Linked DNA regions of Mus musculus: region 2 is linked to region 1. Evidence: chromatin contacts called from public Hi-C data. All regions are on one chromosome and are shown on one strand. Each heading gives the region's core, a stretch centred on a gene start, on an enhancer-like site or on the middle of the called end of the contact. The rest is flanking DNA. Distances are from core to core; before and after follow the strand shown. Region 1 overlaps Abr (active BCR-related gene). Region 2 overlaps Gosr1 (golgi SNAP receptor complex member 1).

Region 1 (4,229 bases), core at 1,589-4,088:
AGGGATATACCCAGGAATGGTCCTCTGACTTGCCTGAAATCCTTCCACCACCTAACCTTTGGCTATAATGGTGAAACCCCAAGGCTCCCACTCTGCCAGGCTCCATCACTGGATTCTTTGCCAGGTTCTGAAGCGTCCCCACCGATCTCCACCTGCAGTATTAACTCCACCTGACTTCTCAGCCTGTCTCTCATCTCCACCAGTATGACTAACGTGCTCATTTTTATTTTACTTCACTGTTTTCTGTGGCTTGAAGGTAAGGACTTACTTGTGAGGAAGCATTCTGCTACTGAGCCCCAGACCAAGCCCTGGGTGTTTTAAGACAGACTTTTCCTATGAGGCCCAGTTTGGTTTTTGAACCTGTAACCCTCTTGACTTAACCTTCCAAGTGCTAGAGTCTCAATCATGTATTGCCATGTTCTACTTTGGCTGAATTTTAATGACCCGTCTTCCAGGGAGCCTCCTGTGACTTCTCATTTGTTACATCAGACGCACCTGCCTGTGCCCTCCCAGATCCACTCTGAATTCCCGCCATAGCGTTGTGTGTCTGTGTGGGAGGGGGCAAGGTTAAGCAGCCTTGGGAATGCTAAGCACTGGGTCTGTGACTGAGCTATGCCCCAGCCTCCTCACTTCTCTTTATAGCTTTATTTTCTCTGATTACATATTCAAAATTTCCACTTATCAGAAGTGCATCATGTAGTTCGTGAAAGCTCGCTTCCTACAGACAGCTACTGAGAGGTTATTTCTCCCTGCTTTCTCCATATGCAGACGACGTATTCAAATGATTCCATACTATTAAACTCCAGTAAAGACTGAGAGAGATCTTGTAGATCTGGAATTAAGATCTACTGTACTCCTTTTGTGGCTATGTGGTATTCATCCCATGGATAAACCAGAATTCATTTAACCAGCTCCTTCTCCCTCTCAGGGCTTTTTTGGTGGTGGTTGGGGGTGGGGGAGGGGTGAGGCAATGCTGTGATTGAACCCAGACCTCCTTGCACATGCTCGGTAAATACTCTTGCCATTGAATTACAACTCCAGTGCTAATTAAGCCACTTTTTTGTGTTGTTTTACTGTGCCTGTGTGTGTGTGTGTGTGTGTGTGTGTGTGTGTGTGTGTGTGTTAGACCACTTTATAACTCAGGCAGACCTGGGACTCAAAATCTTCCTGCCTTTGCCTGAGTGCCAGAATTTCTAGTGTACCATTCCACCATTGGAATCTAGTGTACCGCCGGATTCCGGTTCACTGTTAGGCATTTGAACTCATAGCAGCCCGTGCTGCTTTCTCACGCCAGTGAACATTTTTATACATACATCTCTATGCCCTTCTAGATGTGCCTTTTTAGACAATTCCCTAGGGTGGAATTGCTGACTCAGAGGGTGTGGACATTTAAAAATCACAATAGCTGTTTCCACGTTACTCTTTCTGGAGTTATACCTCAACAACATAATTCTAAAATGTGCCCCTCCCCAGTCCTGCCTTTCCTTTGGCACAGCCTTGGGAGTCAGTCACCTGGTCCTTCTGCTCTTGAAACTGTCAGCTCCACAAAGGGCAGTGTCCCCTGTTTGTGACTACATTTTGAATGTGAGCACAATGCCTGGCGTAGAGCAGGCAAGTGATAAGTGCTTGTTAATTGAGTTGGTAAGGGAGTGAGAGGATGGAGACTTAAATATAAGGGGTGTGTGTGTGTGTGTGTGTGTGTGTGTATAAGGAAAGGCTATACTCCCTGTGTCTGTGTGTGTGTGGTCTGTGCGTGTGTGTGTGTGTGTGTGTGTGTGTGTGTGTGGTCTGTGCGTGTGTGATAGCCCTACAGACTTTGAGATTTGGACCTAGCAGGTATGAGAACTTGTGATTGGTACCCTACCCTGTAGGATGTTCATGGTTCTTGTCCGTCATGCCCCTGCCTCAGCTGCCCTCTGCATACTTATCTGCTGCTGCTTTTGTCTTCTGTCCCCTTCCTGCTTCCTGAGCCTCCTTAAACTGTCTTTAGAAGCCGGGCATGGTGGTGCACGCCTTTAATCCCAGCACTTGGGAGGCAGAGGCAGGTGGATTTCTGAGTTCAAGGCCAGCCTGGTCTACAAAGTGAGTTCCAGGACAGTCAGGGCTACACAGAAAAACCCTGTCTCGAAAAACCAAAAAAAAAAAAAAAAAAAAGAAAAGAAAGAAAGAAACAAACAAACAAACAAACTGTCTTTAGGGCTGGGATGTAACATAGCTTATGCAAGGCCCTGCACTCCAGCTTCAGCACCAGCACCACAAAAAACAAATGAAGACAAAAAAAAAAAAAAAAAAAAAAAAAAAAAAAAAAAAAAACAACAACAAAACAAAAAACAAAAACCCCAGAAAATAAAACCTTTGTTTTGGGCACTCCTCCTTTTGCCCGGAAAGACCTCTCTGCTTCCAGGTGCTACCTAGAAGCCCACCAGTCACATCTCAGAGCCTGCAGTCCTTAACTCCCCACGCATGCATGGCGTTCTGTCTGTCTTTCACCCTCACACTCCCCAGTGGAGTTTTCCAATGGCACGAGCGCCTTGCCTACCCATTCCTGTTTCTACTCATCCCTCACCTCAGTGGGTTGAGAGTTCAGCAGTGGTAGGGGTTGGTCACACATCCCAGGCCTCCTTAAGATATCAGTGTGCATCTACCAGTGAGCAGGTTAGCTGGACAGACAAGGTGTTGCGTAGGTGTGAGATGTTGCAAGGCCTGCTTGGGCTGTGGTTTGAAAAAGAGAAAGATGGAAGAAACAGAGAATTTAGTAAAAGGGATGTGTGGGGCCGTGGGCACAAAGAGCCACAAGATAACAACCCACTGATGGAAGGGGAAGCTAGGGTGGGGAAGAGGAGGAACTTGCTGGTCTGGATTTGAGGAGCTGAAGGTGGTTGCTGCTCTGACTTCCCTGTGAGGAGAGCCAGCTGCCTGGGCAGGTCTCACACCTAGAGGTGGCAGTGGGTCGCCATTGGCAGAGCAGTAAGATGGGATGAGTTTTCCAAAGGCTGGGAGCATAGGGCTGTGGGAGAGACAGAGCCTTGAGCTGTGAGGCAGGAGGAAGGAGCAGCCAGAACCCACTCACTGTGTACCCAGCCGCCTGAGGGATTTGAGAAAGGCCAGAGGACAGCGCCATACTGGCTGTGTCTCTGGAGAGGAGAGTCTGGAACCAGGCAGAGTAAGGAGGAAGCCTAGGTCCAGGGCCTTCTTGAAGTCTTGAGGGGGAAAGGGAGGGAGCACCCTGGGGATTTGTGAGTCACTTCCCCTCCAGAGGGAGGACTGAGGGCCTCTGAGTGGATGCGGCTTCTGTGTCCACTCACTGGAATTTCCAACCAATTGGGCTGGGTGGGGCCGTTGACACCTTGGATATTTGGGGAGCAGCTTCTGTGGGGTTCACAGAAAGTCCCTTGGTTACAGTCCTCAGCTGCCTGCTGGTCTGACCCATGTGGACCCCTATGCTGTGCACTTAGAGCTGGCAGGGTGGAGGACAGAAGAACCTATAGCAAGCACAGGGCCCTGAGTTGGCACACTTGTGCCCTAGGGAGTGCCAACCCTGGCTGTTCCCAGGCCATGGAACAGCCTTACCCTCCCAAACCAAATGAGGAATTGTGGTTTGAGAGGGCCCTTCAGACGTGTCTTGGCTATTTATAACTGAGCCGGAGCGAAACTGGACTGAGAAAAAGTAGCGGATTCTGGGTAGGAGAGAGCTGCAGGATCCCAGTGGTGGGACAGATCCTTGACCAGTTCAGACCTTAGAGAACCTGTCACACCTCTCTCCATCTGTGTCAGTTTCGGTGAGGGCAGGTTTTTCTATTATTGACAGAAGGGCAAGAGTTTCTCTTGACTTCAAAGTTCCAGAAAACGTTTTAAGAGTAGGGTAAGAAGCCCCACTGGTTCCTTTTAGTCTCCCCTCCCCCACGGCTTTCTATGTGCTTCTCAGCTAAGGCGCACAGTAGAGGGGAGTTGTCCCCAGTGGGGATAGTTTGCCTTCTGTTGGCAATGGCCTCAACAGTTTGACTCTGCCCTGTGGCCATATGGTTGCCACTGACAAGTGAATGTGCTGTTGTATGAAAGGCTTCGTGTGATGGTTTGTTGTATATGCTTGGCCCAGGGAGTGGCACTGTTAGGAGGTGTTGCCTTGTTGTCGTAGGCGTGTCACTGTGGGTGTGTCACTATAAGACCCCCATCCTAGCTGCCTGGAAATCAGTATTCTGTTAGTGTCCTTCAGATGGAGATGTAGAACT
Region 2 (4,054 bases), core at 234-2,733, 240 kb before region 1:
CACATGAGATAATGATGATTCCCCTTCAGAAAACCAGAGGCCTGTAGGTCAGAGACCCTTACTACAGGCTGGAGTTCTCTTGCTTTCTGTAAGACTATACAGGCCCTTGTTGTAATTTCAAGCAGAATTTGGTCAATTTCCATTTCTTCTGCTGCTTTCATTTCTTCCTCATCCTCTGGCACACGCCTGTATTCCAAGCATTTGGGAAACAGTGGCCTGGATTCTAGGATCTTCATGACACTCTGCCTGGCCTTCCTCACTGCCCCTCTTTAAGGAACTGACCACTTACAGTACCACCAGTATATGTGCACTTTAGTGACACGAACTTGCTTCACCTTCCTTGGCCAGAGCCCCACAGATAGCTTCCCAGGTCGTCTTGGCAGCATTATGAAAGATAGTCTCGTTCTTCTGCTTCCTTTATGTCACCAGTGTGCCTGTCAGTAACTCTTCATTTCTTTATCTTCAGTGACCATTTCCTGGCCACTCATTAGACAGCCACTCCTTGATTTTCCAAACAGCCTTTGCCAAACTTAAGCCTTTCTGCTTTTGTTCTTTGAGGTCATTGGCTTCTTTGGGTGTTTTCTGATATTTTTGTTGCTGGGTTTTGGTTTTGGTTTTGGTTTTCGTTTTGGTTTTTTACTTCAGTAAATATCCTTCTATGTGTCTCCTTACACATTCATTGTATTCTTCTCAGTAGTGAAATTATCTTGACTAATTGTCATTCCTCTAGCATCTCTCTTCAGTAAACACCTAGCAGCCTGTTCTGTGAGGCTTTGCCCATGAATGCCCAGCAGCTTGCCACCAGTGGATGGCCTGGGTGATTGTCTCCTCCAGGAGCCTGGAAGCCCCATGGCCTCAGTCCCTCTGCAAGCACAGGAGCCAAGGGAGCAGGGGTTCTTTCCTCAGCCCCGAGACCACCAGGTCTGCAGCCTCCCACTGCCAGGCTCCAGGGCTTCCGTGTAGGTCTCTTGCTTGAGAAGGTTTACGGAGCCCCTCTGGCCAGCTTCCAGGGAACCAGGGATTCAAACAGTCCTTCCCCAGAGGGAGTGCTTTTGTTCTGGACACTCCACGGAAGAAAATGTGCCTAAGGTACACCAGGAAATTGTATCTAGCGAGCATTTCCCCCAATTTCCAGGACTCTTTTTAAAATAAGTTTTAGAGTTATCTTTATTCTTAGACTATTTCAAAGGAGTACAATGATTCTTGATCCTATCTAACCAAAACTGCCCCTTTGCATTTTCTATGTTACTCTCTAAAGCACCCTCTTCTGTGTTACTTACCAAAGTGGACACTGACCCTACTCTCTAGGATCCTCCTATCGGGGCGAATCATGAAAATACCTGACTGGAAGTGACAGCAGAAGAGGGTCAACTCATAACAGGTGGTCAGCGTGGCTGTTCCGTAAAAGAGCCGCTCTTCCCCTCTCACAGTGTGTTTAGTGAATCCTGAGATCTGCCTACTGAGTTCTTCTCGAATTTTCAGTCCCCCTTTGTTTATATGTTGGAAGCTGGTTGAATGTGGGTGTCACTTGGGCCCCTTTCTTATGCTCATGATTTTTTTTTTAATGGTGTTTCGTTCCTCTTAACAGTTTTTCCTGATTAAAATTATTTTAGTGGTTGGTTTCTTTAAGCCACTGAAGAAGCTTTGTAACGTATGATTTGTCTCTTAATGTCTCATTTCATTTGTTACTTTGAAGAAAACACAAGATGACTCATAACAAGACTTCCTGTGTAACAGTGGGCAGGAAGCTGGGCAGGGATTGGTACCCATTATCACTGTAGCTTTCTGTTTGTCTTTAGAGGGGTGAAGATCTGAACAATGTAGTGCCCCCGTGCCAACTCAAATTGTCTCTTTTCTCCCCTTGAAGCATTGCTATGGCAACAAAAGAGAATATGACTTCCCAGAGAGGAATGCTCAAGTCAATTCACAGCAAGATGAACACTCTGGCCAGTATCCTTTGTGAAATGTTGGTGGGGTGAAGGGCTTGTTCTTTTTGTTCTCCGTTTTATTGGGGTAGAGGTGCAAATTATGCACACTGGTAGAGCCCTTAGCAATTGAATCGTGTGAGGACTGCTTTACTTTGTGATAAACTTATGTTTAACACTATTTCTAGAGAACAGCTCACCAGAGATTTCATTATAGATATTTATATTTACAAAAGTATTCACAAATTATTTTTGTCCTTAAAAGCTCTGACTCCACATTAGTATTCCCTGCATGTGTTCGTGACCACCCCGCCTCACACTGTGGTTTAATTGCCACTTTGGAGGATGTCAGTTGTAGGCAACTGGAAGGGGCGGGGACACTGCAGGTGTGCTGTACCTGTTGGTAGATTGTGACTACACAAGTCCCAGGGCGGAGGAGAGGCTCCACTTGTCAGTTGTGACCTCTGCTTTAAAGTTTTAGCTTCTCAACTTAAAGTAGATAAGACTGCACCAGAGACGCTCAGGGGTGGGGTCTTCCCAGATGACTGTGAGGAGGAACTTGGGATTTTCAAACGGTGAACATCGTCTGGTCCGTAGTAGTTTAAGGGCACTCTTACCCTGAGATCTAATTGCCTAAGAAAGAGGATATCCCTGGCATTGCTTGGCACTTTCCAGTCCTTTGTCAATGTTGTTACTAGTCAAGTGTAAAAAGCACACATCCCAAACCACGTGTGCTCACACATGCTGGGCAGTTTACACAGCACACTGCCTTACCCACACTGCGTTCTCTCACCCCATAGAGGGGACAGAGTGGGGACTTTTTGATTTTTTTTGCAGATAAAGAAGTAGGCTCAAGAAAGGGGCCTGGCCCATATCCACAGGGCCAGGACAATTTGGCAAAGTGGAGATTCACATTTCAAATTCCCATGATCTTTCTTTCTTTGTGTGCATTGCATGTTTCTGTGGCACGCATGTGGAAGTCAGAGGCCAACCTCAGACACTAGTCCTTGTCTTCCACTACTGTGAGACGGGGTGTCTGCTGTTCCTTTGCTTACCCCAGGCTGGCCCGTAAGCTTCTCCCCGTAGGAAAATGAGGACTGCAGGTGCTTGCACTGTGCGTTGACATTTTATGTGAGCCTGGGGGCTCAGTCCCTCATGCTTCTATAGCAAGCACTTGTGTCCACTAAGTCGTCTCCTCAGCCCCCAGTGTGTGTTCCATGAAATCATCATATTGTTCTGCTAGCCCCACTTCTCTCCCTGTCACCCACCTGAATTTGAATCTCCAGGACTCACATAAAGGTCATCAAATACAGAGTCATTTCTGGGGTGGTGCAGTACACGTCCCTTCGACAGACCAAAGTACAGACACGATCAGTGTCCAGCTTGGTGAGCCACTGAGCTTTACTGTGGTCACTTCCAGGACAGGGATGTGGGGTGACTTAAAGGAGCAGAAATGACCCAGATGGCTGCATCACCAAGGCCCACTCCAGCATGGGTGACAGCTCACAAAAGCTAGGGGACCTGGACACAGTGCACAACCGGCAGGCAGCTTGAGGAGTGTCCTTTCCAAGTGACAATGGTCTAAACCTCTTGCAGGTTGCTAGTCTGTTTTGGTTTTGTTTTAATTTTAACTTCTTTCTGGTGTGCTTCCTGGGCTGGTTTTAAGAGACTTCTTTTCAGGTTAGCTCTGTTTACTCTGGCAGGGAGGGAGGGAGGGGCCTAGTGAATCTGGTCAGTTTCAAGGACTTCCTGAGGCTGCTTTGAGTTGTTTATCTCCCTGCAAAATGGGATGTTTCAATCTCAAGAAGAAACAGACTGCACCCAGGCTGCTAAGAGCACCTAGACTAAGCTACTCAGGTGATCCTCCTGCCTTGGCCTCATAAGAAGCTGGGGTACTTATTTATTATAAACTATAAGCTTAATCACCAGCAGTAACAGAGGCAACTTGGTGAATGTGCAAGTGTATTTTATGTAACTATTGAAAAAAAAAATAGAAGCCAGGCGTGGTAGCACAATTCCTTTAGCTCTTGGAAGGCAGAGGCAGGCAGATCTCTGAGTTCCAGGCCAGCCAGGGCTATACAGTGAGACCCTTTCTCAAAAGTAAAAACAGAAGTGGCAATGGATAGTTA

The links. Hi-C and Micro-C count contacts between places; a contact is called where the count stands out from the background.
Region 2: a Hi-C map of the N1E-115 cell line shows a contact between it and region 1, with 5 times the contacts expected there. The contact joins two enhancer-like sites. A contact is called at or near these places in 2 of 484 Hi-C or Micro-C datasets (the N1E-115 cell line and frontal cortex) and 2 of 115 datasets of contacts at active chromatin or transcription factors (effector CD8 T cells and embryonic stem cells).

The regions. Positions count from the first base shown.
Region 1 is chr11:76,496,945-76,501,173 of GRCm38.p6, reverse strand. All of the region lies in intron 2 of Abr (active BCR-related gene), which reads left to right. Among named protein-coding and RNA genes, the nearest start is that of Abr, 72 kb to the left of the region's middle. Within about 2 kb of position 2,838, at least 77 of the 459 cell types and tissues checked have an H3K27ac peak or open chromatin away from gene starts, as enhancers often do. A contact at or near this core is called in the N1E-115 cell line, where this site is marked.
Region 2 is chr11:76,732,465-76,736,518 of GRCm38.p6, reverse strand. Gosr1 (golgi SNAP receptor complex member 1) reads left to right here. Exons shown (of 9, transcript NM_016810.4): 8 at 1,868-1,950. Among named protein-coding and RNA genes, the nearest start is that of Gosr1, 29 kb to the left of the region's middle. Within about 2 kb of position 1,483, at least 84 of the 459 cell types and tissues checked have an H3K27ac peak or open chromatin away from gene starts, as enhancers often do. A contact at or near this core is called in the N1E-115 cell line, where this site is marked.